Regions from separate parts of the Xenopus tropicalis genome. Here region 1 is linked to region 2. A link is a contact called in public Hi-C data. All regions are on one chromosome and are shown on one strand. Each heading gives the region's core, a stretch centred on a gene start, on an enhancer-like site or on the middle of the called end of the contact. The rest is flanking DNA. Distances are from core to core; before and after follow the strand shown.

The links. Hi-C and Micro-C count contacts between places; a contact is called where the count stands out from the background.
Region 1: a contact with region 2 is called in a Hi-C map of gastrula embryo, with 1.9 times the contacts expected there. The contact joins the promoter of apmapl here to the promoter of wif1 in region 2. A contact is called at or near these places in 2 of 5 Hi-C or Micro-C datasets (gastrula embryo and neurula embryo).

What each region holds. Positions count from the first base shown.
Region 1 is chr3:57,903,120-57,908,680 of UCB_Xtro_10.0, reverse strand. apmapl (adipocyte plasma membrane-associated protein) reads left to right here and starts at 2,462. Exons shown (of 9, transcript XM_031898919.1): 1 at 2,462-2,530; 2 at 2,609-2,797. The coding sequence starts at 2,499.
Region 2 is chr3:57,730,733-57,736,765 of UCB_Xtro_10.0, reverse strand. It overlaps wif1 (WNT inhibitory factor 1), which reads right to left and starts at 3,067. Exons shown (of 10, transcript NM_001112915.2): 1 at 2,869-3,067; 2 at 2,564-2,703. The coding sequence starts at 3,001.

The DNA of each region.
Region 1 (5,561 bases), core at 1,213-3,712, 170 kb before region 2:
CTCTTCAAAAAATCCCTATCTTTCTAAAGTAATTTAGAGATATCTATCGATGATATACTGATAATATGGCGGCGAGGGGGGTAAAGATGAGTTTCATAGCATGATCTCTCACCTTAATAATAATGCTGCAGGCTTACACTTTACGAGTGAATTTGGAGAGGGCAAACTACCATTCTTAGATCTGTTGTTAGAGAGTGCTGCAACTGGTTCAATTGTGACAAGGATTTATCAGAAACCCACCGCTACTAATAGCCTCTTGAACTATACAAGCTTTCATCGACATCCCTGAAGAAGGGTATACCACTGGGACACTACTTGAGACTTAGAAGAAACTGTTCGGATATAGATGACTTTAAAATTAAAGCTTTGACTTACGCAATAGATTTTAACAACGGGAGTACCCGAGACATTGTCTAAAGAGGGCCTATCAAAGGGCACTAAACTCAGATCGGCAAACACTCCTGTATGGTTCCCAAGATGGGGGTAGTGATCAACCTCCTACTGAAATTAGATGCACTGGTATTTATAACAACCAATGGTCGAGTATTAAGTCCATTATGGGCAAATATTGGAATGTATTGAAAGGAGATCAGAATTTACAAAAGGTACTACCTAATAAACTATCAATAGTGGCCAGGAGATCTGTAAGTCTGGCAGATATGCTAGTCCATAGCCACTTTCAGGAGAAACACAATTCACCAACACATACCCCGACCGTTGGCTCTTACAAATGTCACAGATGTGAGGCCTGCCAGTATATGGAACCTAGGAAATACTTTCAAAGATCTGGTTCTTCGTATACATTTGAAATTAGACAATTTATCAATTGCCGCACGGCAGGGGTGATTTATGTTGGGATGTGTAAATGCCCATTGATATATGTGGGCAAAACCTTTAGAGAACTACTTAAAAGGGTTTTAGAGCACATTGGGACCATCATTAACAATAAAGACACTCCTCTAGCGAGACATATTTGTGATTTTCACAATTCAGATGTGAGAGCAATCTCTATTTGGGATTGAAAAAGTAAAACTTGGAACCAGAAAAGGAGATATTGAAAATATACTGTTGAAAAAAGAATGTCAGTGGATATATAGACTGAAGACTAAATCTCCATGGGGTTTGAATGAAGGATTCACATTCATCCCATTTATAGTTAGGAACTAGGACATTTTACAACTAATAATTTTTCCACCGTTGAGTAATAATTCATGTGAACATGTATGCATATATTATCATCTTTATTGAGTATCCATATCTATATTACATTATATTTTTTCTTTCTTTTACCTTTATCTCCAATTACCCGAGTGGCACTGACTAAATATCAATTAGGCGTCTAAATGATCCCTTTATCTGCAGGGGGCACTGCGAATTTGAATCAGGAATACCTTGAACAGTTGGCATCATCAGTAGCAGGATATTTATAGACAGAGGTATTCGAAATCCAACCAATGAAGAAGTCACGGGTAGTGTGACAAAACTCGTAGGATGTGGGACACAGGGGGAGGTCTCTCATGGACACTAGTAGACAGGACTGATCTGTCCAGACTTTGGGCACGGCTCCTGATAGCTGCGAGTTGAGGTGGGGTGCTGGAGTTCGGGTGGGTGATGGTCAGGAGGGATTAGTGAGGTCTGCATCGGAACCTGCTTATTAGTGCGGCTTCTGATAGCCGCTAGTGCTCCAACGTATAGCGATGGGTGTATCCCTCCGCTACTGCGCCTTCGCTATATTAGTGTCGGAGCCTGGGACACGGGGATAAGGGTGCTATTATGTGGAACTCGCGTAGTGGTTTTTGATACGAACCATCTTTACTTTGACTAAACACATGGGCTTTGGGGGTGAATAATGCTCATTGTATTTTGCAGTTGTCTGTTATAAACTTCAGTTCCACTAAAGATACGTTACCAGTGTGGTTATATAATATGTGATGCGCCATTTACCACCCATGATACACAGCCTGTGAGTGGCTCATCTGGCTGTTGTTCAGCTAATGGGCGTGCAGAGACCAGGCTGTGAAACAGTCGGCAGGATCACCTTATTGTCACTGTTTGTCATTCCCACTTTGGTCAGGAGTACTTGTACCTTTTGTGTGGGGACACTATTCTGCTGTATATTCTGTATATAGTGTATTATATGAATGACTTGCCCCCCCCCTACTTAACCCTAACATTCCGGTTTTGGCTTAATTTGGAACTATTAATTATTGTATGATGAATTATGAAAGAGATTAATTAAGAAAATCAGATAACCGGGATTAATTCATTGATTTTAGTTTAATTTTATGAAATTGGTGTGTAATGAATTTGGGTTTTGTTTTTAGATCTATGAAATATACTAATAAAGGTTACGTTTTAAGGCATAGCACAAAAAAATTCTCTCTTTTTTGTATTTGATTTGTACCCAGCAGCCACCCTAAAACGCTCATATAGAGGCACAGGCCCCTGCCCCACAGTAAGCAGCTGCTGTTATCAAGCAGTGGCGATATTAGAGTGTTATGTTGCCTGTAGAACTCTGGGAGAAAATCAGGTGTGTGGGAATGAATGGGAGAGAACTGCCTGAGGAGGAGTAAGGAAATTGTGTTTGTGCTTATTGTGTGTATTTAAGCTTTGCCCACAGGGAGCTGGAACCATGCACTCTGAGTGACCCCTCCGTACAGCCGCACTCGCTCCTCCTCTGTAGCCCCAGCACGGCGTTTCCAGCACAATCTTTTCTAATACATCCAGACTCCATCCCGAGTGATCGCACCCAATCCAGCTTATCCGTTCCGAAATCCTCCCACCGCCCAGGATCCATGTAAGAGGAGGCGCAGCGCTTTAGGCTCAGGGGAAACAACATGAACAGCTATGAGACTTGTAGTTCAGCAGCTACAGTCCTAGACAGGGGCGGTCTCCTGTTTAGCAGAGGTGCTTAGTGCTGATCGTTATAATGTAACAGAGCCATAGTAGTGCAGAGCTTTGTGTTTTTAGTGCAGAGAGCCGCTGGCGGGGCAGGGGAGGACACACGCTACAGTAACCGGCACACTCACATAATGCATCATAGCTTAATAGCAATGAGGCAGCCAGAACAGGCACATTGTGTCCTCCCCTCACCTGCAGCCTAGTCACGTGATCCCCCATAAGGCGGGGCACAAACGTCAAGTCAATTGAAGTAATATTATTAAAAGCAATGTCTGTCTGGTCCATTTAGTCTTTCAAAAAATCCAGATGGCAGCACTCCAATATATATGATAATAAAAGTGCCTTTAATAAGTAGTTAGGGCACAGAAAGCAACATTTTAAGCCTACATGGCTCTTTTTCAAGCTATATCAGTGCTATTTTTGTACTGGTGGTTTTCCCTATTAAATAATATAGGAGACATCAGCTGACAACAAACTTGTAAAGAAACATGCACAGCATTGCAGAAAATGGAGTCTTGGCTACAGGAGAGCTGGCTCTGGCCTCATTGTTGTAATACAGCAAAAAGCAAATGGCACTCAGGGCTTAGAGGGAAAATTCCTTTTTAAAAAAGATTTTATTTGCGAAACAATGCAACGTTTCGAGGCAAAAATAGCCCCTTTATCAAGCTTGATAAAGGGGCTATTTTTGCCTCGAAACATTGCATTGTTTCGCAAATAAAATCTTTTTTAAAAAGGAATTTTCCCTCTAAGCCCTGAGTGCCATTTGCTTTTTGCTGTTCTACTGGATTCTGGGAGGGTGCCGATCCCTCTGGCAGTGTGCACCGGGCGTTCTGATTTGGAGAGCTAGGGTGTGCGGAATAAGCCTCTGTTGTGCTCATTGTTGTAATAGTCAGAACCAGCAGTGATAGCAGACAATAACACGAAACAGACAGATATGTAGAAACTATATTTACCAATAACGTTAAAATCTTTGAACATGTGTTATTAATGAAATTCTAAGATAATTTCCAATATACATTGGTGTTTATTAAAACTGGGTAAGTTTGCACCTGGGTAGTAACCCATGGCAAACAAATGCAACTTTGCTTTTATTATTTTATCTGCAGCTGGCTGAAAAAAAAGCTAATCACTGATTGGTTGCTATGGGTAACTGCTTTGGTGACCCTTCAGACAAGAACCACATGGACTGAAGGGGCTGAATGGACAGTTTAAATCTGCATGTTTATGGCCATGTTTATTATTGGATAATAAGTATGGTAACAATAATAGGAGCAACATTTGCACAGGTCTAGTCACACATATCAATGGCTTTCAAACAGCTGACTGTAAATTACCAGCAATGATGATGGTTGCTGTGGGTAACATGACTGGTAGCCATTCCTTGCAGTATGTGTTAGATCAGGTTTAATGTATTCTGAAAAGTGGCTGAGAATTACATTTTTCTTTAATTATGCAAACAAACAAACAAACAAACAAAAAAATGAATGTGGAGTTTCCCTTTAAATAAAACAACGTTTTCCACCATCTCTTTGTATTTGTTTAAGTGCCACATCCAGTGTGCATAGATCTGGCCAGCAAATGTTTGCAGCTGTGGCAAAGATTGGGTATCTGACATATGTTCTACATTAGATCATAATGCGCCTGCTGTGGGAAAAGCTCTACAGCCCTTTAAAAGGGGCAGTCATACCCTCAGTGTTTGTTTTTCCATTTGACTAATGGAACAGGTGAATATACTGTATAATTAGTTTCCTCTTGCTTTAGCATCTATGAAATAGTTACTGAATCATTAAGTACTAGTTGTCTGGTCTCAATCTTCTACTCCACCTCTCACAACAGGTAGCCAGCAGGGGGCAATATAAGTATGGAATATGTAACTATAGTAGCATAGCATAAGAAAGCATGAGTCCTTAATCAGGTTTATAGCTATACAGACAAATATTGTCTTGTGGTCAGTTAGCAGGGCCAGAATAACCAGATATTTGCCTTACATTTTTAAATCTGCTTGTTTGGCAAGGTTGCAAACCATGCAGATCTCTGCAAATTATGGCCACCCAAATACTGGGACAAATTTTGTGGATCATATCATATTGTGGGCCTACAGAGACCTACTGAGTATGGACCTCCATTGGGAGTCCCTTATACACATGCTGCCTGGAGGAGCCAAATTGGCAGCTTACCTGTATATCAGCCCATGTATAATGATCATCTCTATAGTTTTCTTTAAACTATATTTTTCTGGTCAGAGCAACACAAAATCACTTCTGTGTAGATAGCCAGTTTTAATTATACAATATTTCCATGGAAATTAGACAGCAACTATATAGAATGCCATAAAATACAATAAATATAGGCAGTGCTAATGATCAAAGTACAGGCAAAAAACAATAGTTTGGAGACGCCTTCAGCTGTTTGCCGAGCCCAAAACCCTTCAGGCAATGGAAACTTATTGTGCTATGAGTTTCAGCAGGATTTAGAATTGAGTTCTGCTGATTAAATTCTCACTTGTTATGTACTGTGTAGAATAAACTGTAAATTTAAACACATAGGACTTAAAGAACTGTAGTGTATAATGGTACATGGAAACTAGACTTCTGTCTCCAATTTGATATATCATTTATACTGTATATGTACCATATATATACCATATTATGCAAACCATG
Region 2 (6,033 bases), core at 1,818-4,317:
CCTCCTTAGGTGCAATATTCACAGTTACACATTCTGTATGCATCTAAAACTACTTTGCCCAGCCTATAGGAATATATAAGGCAGCTGCAGGCACATGCAAACTATACAGAACTAGAGGTAGGGCTGCCATGTGGAGAATGCCAGAAGGCTTTGCAGAGTACAGAAAGGCTAAGTATTTGGTTTTTCCGATATATTCTGCAACAGACAGGAAAGCTGTTATGCAAACAAAGAATAAGATCACCGACAATCATACCCTTATCTTGTACAACTTAATAAAACGTTTCAATATATATGATACCAGATTTATATATATATATATATATATATACATATATATATATATATATATGTAATCCGGAGGTTAGGTACCGCTCACACATGATTTAAGGTTCATTTTTAATGCTTTATTAAAGAGGCATGACAACTGACGTTTCGGCTGCAACACCAGCCTTTCAAAGTTACACAGTGAAATTTACACAGACCTTATATATTGTGTCTGGTGGGAAAACAAACGGACAGTAATGAGAAAGTGTTACACTCAATCACATCAAATGTGAAAATACAAAGGTAAATAAAACGTGTGAGAGAATAAAGTATACCGATTCTCAGAATTCTGAGAATCAATATACTTTATTCTCTCACATGTTGTATTTTTATTTTTGTAAGATTTTTATTTTTTATTTGTGATCTGTAATGTTGGGATACTTGTGGGCTTGCACTTAGGGGGTGGGTTTTGATGTCGCGTTTGATGTGATTGAGTGTTACACTTTCACGTTACTGTCCGTTTGTTTTCCTGCCAAACACAATATATAAGTTCTGTGTAAATTTCACTGTGTAACTTTGACAAAGGCTGGTGTTGCAGCCGAAACGTCAGTTGCCATGACTCTGTAATAAAGAATTAAGAGTGAACCTTAAGTCCTGTGTGAGCAGTACCTAACCTCCGGATTTTGTATTCACCTATTTCTTCATGACTGCACCCAGGCAAGGTATTTTGACATGCACGTGAGTGCCGGCTTCTCTTGTTCTTTATATATATATATATATATATATATATATATATATATATATATATATATATATATATAACATTAGAAAATGTCTGCACTCACAGGATTTCAAGATCGTTTTCAAGGACAACAAGTCATAGTTGAATGCAGAAGGCGAGATTTATTAGTCCTACGTTTCAGTTCCCTACTGGAACCTTCATCAATGGTCTGAGCCCACTAACATATCAGGGTGTGATTTTGCTCTGAATCAAAGGGTAAACTTGCATATTGTTTCTAGTATAAACTATCTTGTAATTTAGACTGAATCAAAAACAGTCTAAATGGACCATCTCTGTAATCAGGTAAAAGCAAACTAAATACATCCTAAAAGGAGAAAAAGAAAGGAGAAATGAGTATTGTTTATGCTACTAGCCATCTGATAAAACATATAATAATGCCAAAATGTTTACTTCCTTTTGTAATTTAAAAAAAGTAAAAAATGCTCCTTCACTGACAGAAAAGGTGGCAGCATGTTCTACAGACATTAATCCAGAGCAAATACAAGTCTGGAATGTGTTCCACTGAATGGATTGTATTTCTCTTTGTACTAGTACATGATTCCATTCATCCGTCATGTAAAGAACATTTGTAATAATATTCAGAACTGAACCAGGTGTTTAGCCTCAGCGCACAAGCAGAACAAATGCTTCCTGAAGTGATGCCTAGGTAATATAAACCACAGCTTCCCTTTTCATTTGATTTTCTTGATATTAAATATCAGATTTAATCTTATTTTACTCATAGAATGTTTTATTATTGGAGAGATTGGGCTAAAATAACATGTTAATGCTTCACAGCATTTATAGTCAGTGGTTAGGTATCATCATTTGGAAAATGAAATTTTTATTTATTTGCCAAACAGTATACTACAAGAGAGCATTTGGTGTGTAGACAAAGTAAACAGAGACTGATTTGCTGATATACAGGTCAATAGACAGATGCAGTAGTACATGGACAGATGCAGATAGATATATTGAAAAAATTTTGATTGATACATATATAGATACAGTGATAGATAGGCGGATATAGATAGAAGAAATAGATCATAAGGTGACAGATACAATATAGATAGACAGATAGCTACAGATAGAATAAATTGATCATAAGATGACAGATACATTAAAACACATTGCTGTTATAATGATTCAGCCACACCTTCAAACTTTCACCCTTTAGGCTGAGCACTCTCAGCCACTGCTTTGAAAACCCTTAGGGGGGCCAGTCCCACAGTATAGGAACCACTGCCATAGACAGAAAGATGACAGAGTAGACATACATATAAAGAGATGAATAGATCTGGTGCATAGCGAGATTTGCAGCTACTACCTGAAGTAAATTAAAAATAGTTTTATTGTACCCAGTAGTGAAACTATTGCAGACCATTAAACATGCTACACTGGAAAAAATGAAGCCTACAGTTTATGTACAAGTGAGTTACAAGTGCCAACTTTAACCATTCTGTGGCATATACACCCTAAGCAATTCTGCTTTGAAGTCTCATATAAAAACTTTCTTACCTGCCCCGTTGCTTGCCAAGTAAAATTCATGGCATGGATATTGACAGGTATGGCTGGCATCCGCTGCTGGGCTTTTCTAAAATCATGAGTAAATGGTGCCATTTTCCCCTCTGAAACAATCAGAATATCCTCCTCAAAGCCTGTTAACAGGAATAAAGAAGAATATAACATCAGGCATTGCAAGGGGTTCTGGGGATAATATGAGGAAATCTGCCTTCTCAGTCTCTCTCAGTCATAAACTATGACTGTTCAGAAAGTAAGAATAGTATATATACACACACACACACACACACACACACATGTACCTATTAACACTCTGGCTTGGTGAGCATCAATCCACATGTACAAGCTGTCCTCCTGCTGCCCAGCCTCTGCATGTGCAAGAACAAACAGAAAGATGCTGCATAGCTGCGCTCCAAAGCAGCCTGTTAGAGGCATCGTGTGCAGTAACTTCACTTTATCTCCCTCAGCCTGGGGCTCTTACAGGCACTATTTACTTTCCCCTGTGTGTAGCCGAGCACTGCCGCTTACTGCTCCGAACTGACTAAGGGGGCTGGGTTTTGGCTGTTTGGAATCAATGAAGTAGTAAAGGAGGGGTGGGTGTGTGAGTCAGGAGAGGTGCCTCCTTACAACTAGCTGGCCAGCCCGGGCAGTCCAGCAGGGGCCGCTAGAGCGCATGACTATGAGCCTGGCTGTCCCTTTCTATGGCAGCACAGAAGGCTTATAGGCTACTTGTTCTCTACGAGAGCTGTCCCTGTGAGAGGACAGTGGGAGTGGAAGTCACATCAGCTGTATCAACATACAGTACCTCCTGCCAGTGCGGGCAGTCACTGCTTACAGTTATTCTTATTTGTTGGTTGTTTAAAACAGAGAGGCAATTTTGTAGTGTCTGGTACACCAATCCTTCTCTATGACGCAGGGAATCCCTGGGCCTTGCCTGAAATTGCTTATATGCTGCAACAAAGCAATTAAAAAAACTGTCTTCTTGAAAGAATCTCAAGTGGAACTCCACCACCCCCATTGTTTGTTTAATCCAACATTTTATTTTAAGCAACACTGTGCATTGTTTCAACAGTATTAATGAAATTAAAGTTATTTGTGCATGCAGCTAACATTGATATCAGGGCTTCAGGCAAGACTCCAATCCGCACAATTCAGTTCATGCATTTTCACAGGTCTGTTAATCCAGCTGCTTTCTGCTGCATTGTGTCAAGAGTCAGTACCAGCTGAACAGAGAATGGAAATGGCCAGAAAATGTTGCTTTCAGCAATCACAATTACACTCCCTAAAACCTTCGCACAACTGAAAAGCTAATTAGAATTATATTTTTTTCACTGTGCAAAGACAAATTGTATGATGTTCCTTTTTTATAACTTTAAAACATGTTTAAGTACACCTTCTGTATGAAAATCCATGCAATCACCTTTTTTTCTACCTTGGTGAATGGCTTCTATCATTAACTTCTGCGCCATTGTAATTGGGGGAAGACTAATATGATATTAACATTAAGTACTAGAAATAAACGTTTGTGGACCTTGCACACTACTTAGAGACAACTTTCTGCTGAATTCAACTGATGTGATTATCTATTTTACTGTCAGAAACAAAAAAGCTACCTTTCTTGGTTCTATTCAACTAATTTGAAAAAAATGATAAGCAATGCATAGTGCTAGAACAACAGTGAAAGCTTTAAATACAGAAATTCTGTGATAACATTAAATGTTTACATCATAACATCATTCCAAGAGATTTATTTTTAAGGTAGAAAGCCATATCAGGAACTCAACTGTTGCTGATACTCTGAGATGATATCTAAAGCAACACCCTACCAAAGGACTGGCTATGGATTTATCTAATTTAGTGCCTTGGACAATAAAATTAATGTAAGTTACTGTAAGTTACTGTATCATTGTCTAATATTGCTATGGGATCTATCATAGAGTATCTTTTTGACTTTGGGTTTTCTGGATAAAGGGGGTTTCAGTGAGAAAGGCTTTCTATCTATCTATCTAATCTATTTCTCTTTCATCTATTATCTAGCTATGTACTATTTTTCCATCTATCTATCATCTATCTATTTATCTATCATCTATTATCTCTTGAGTCTCAACATTTAGCACTTAATCTTGAATTCAGTTGTGCTATTATTTTATTATCTGTTCTATTAATGTATTGTTTTAATGTACTGTGCGTATATGCATGTTCATTTATAGTTAATGCTGCTGCTTTCGCCACCTATTGGTGATATCAACATTCTGCAGAAAATATTTTGTGAGGAAGCCGGAACATAGCTGTTAGTACTGTATGTAGTTCATTCATTTGGACCCCTGCTTGTTTTTAATGGGAATGCAAGGAAGATAATTAAATCCAGAAGGACAAGGACAAATTCCTAGACAGAGCAGGCAGCTCTAAGTATGTTTGAAGTAGAGCTATTTTACAGCCACAAGCCATGTTCAATTAGTGACTTTGCGGAGTGTGTGCTTTCTTTCCATAAGCATGCTAGTGAATAAATACCGCAGAGAATTCTGCCTAGTTGCTAGAGAACTACTTTCCTACAGAGTTTCAGTATTATTAACTTAGATTTGTTTGGCCCAAAACTGAATGAGATGTCCTTCTAAACTTATTGTTGCCCCAGACCCATCAGTGCTTTAATGCAGCCTGGCACCAGATTTAAGAATGCAGTTTTTCTAAAGTGATTTTGTTGAAAGGAAATAAGCAGGCATTGCTCGGGTCATACATCCTAAATCCCACAGACTCATACTGAAGCCACAAAAGTGATACTGGCAGTTTTTTTTTCTGTGACAGCCCTGCTACTGATTGTATTTGAATATCCAGCGCATATTTTACAAAGAAAATCCAAAAACATTAAAGAAAGAAAAAGTAACTAAAGCCTAAGAAACTAGCAGAACTTCTACACAGGGCTGCTTTTTGGTTGAGAATGAACTGATCCACTGGCCTCCGCTGCTTGTGTCTGCATTGACAGGCACTGTTGGTTTGGGTGCACACACATGGCTCAGATTTTGGCCTGGAAACATGAGTGTGCACATTTTATGCCAAAATGGCCATTGGAGCAGTAAGTGTTCCCTTATCTACTGCTTGGCATTACTCAGCATAATGACAAATATGTGAAGAGTGACAGAAATATGGATGGTTTGCTTAGTGGTTAGCTTGAAGGCCAAATTGTTTTCAAACTCAATGTGAACTGTGGCTCATCCATCAACACTGGCCAAATTTGCACATGTGCAGTAACCCATAGCAACCAATGGGTAATATGCTTTTTTTAGCCAGCTGCAGGTAGAACAATGAATGCAACAGTTTGATTGGTTGCCATGGGTTACTGCCCATGGGCAATTTTGCCCAGTGTTGATAAATGACCCAGTGTGTTTAGAAAACACACCTGTCTGGCATAAAAATGTACAGGGAAGTGTGCATTTAAGTTGCATGATATAGGGTACAGTGGGATACCTAGT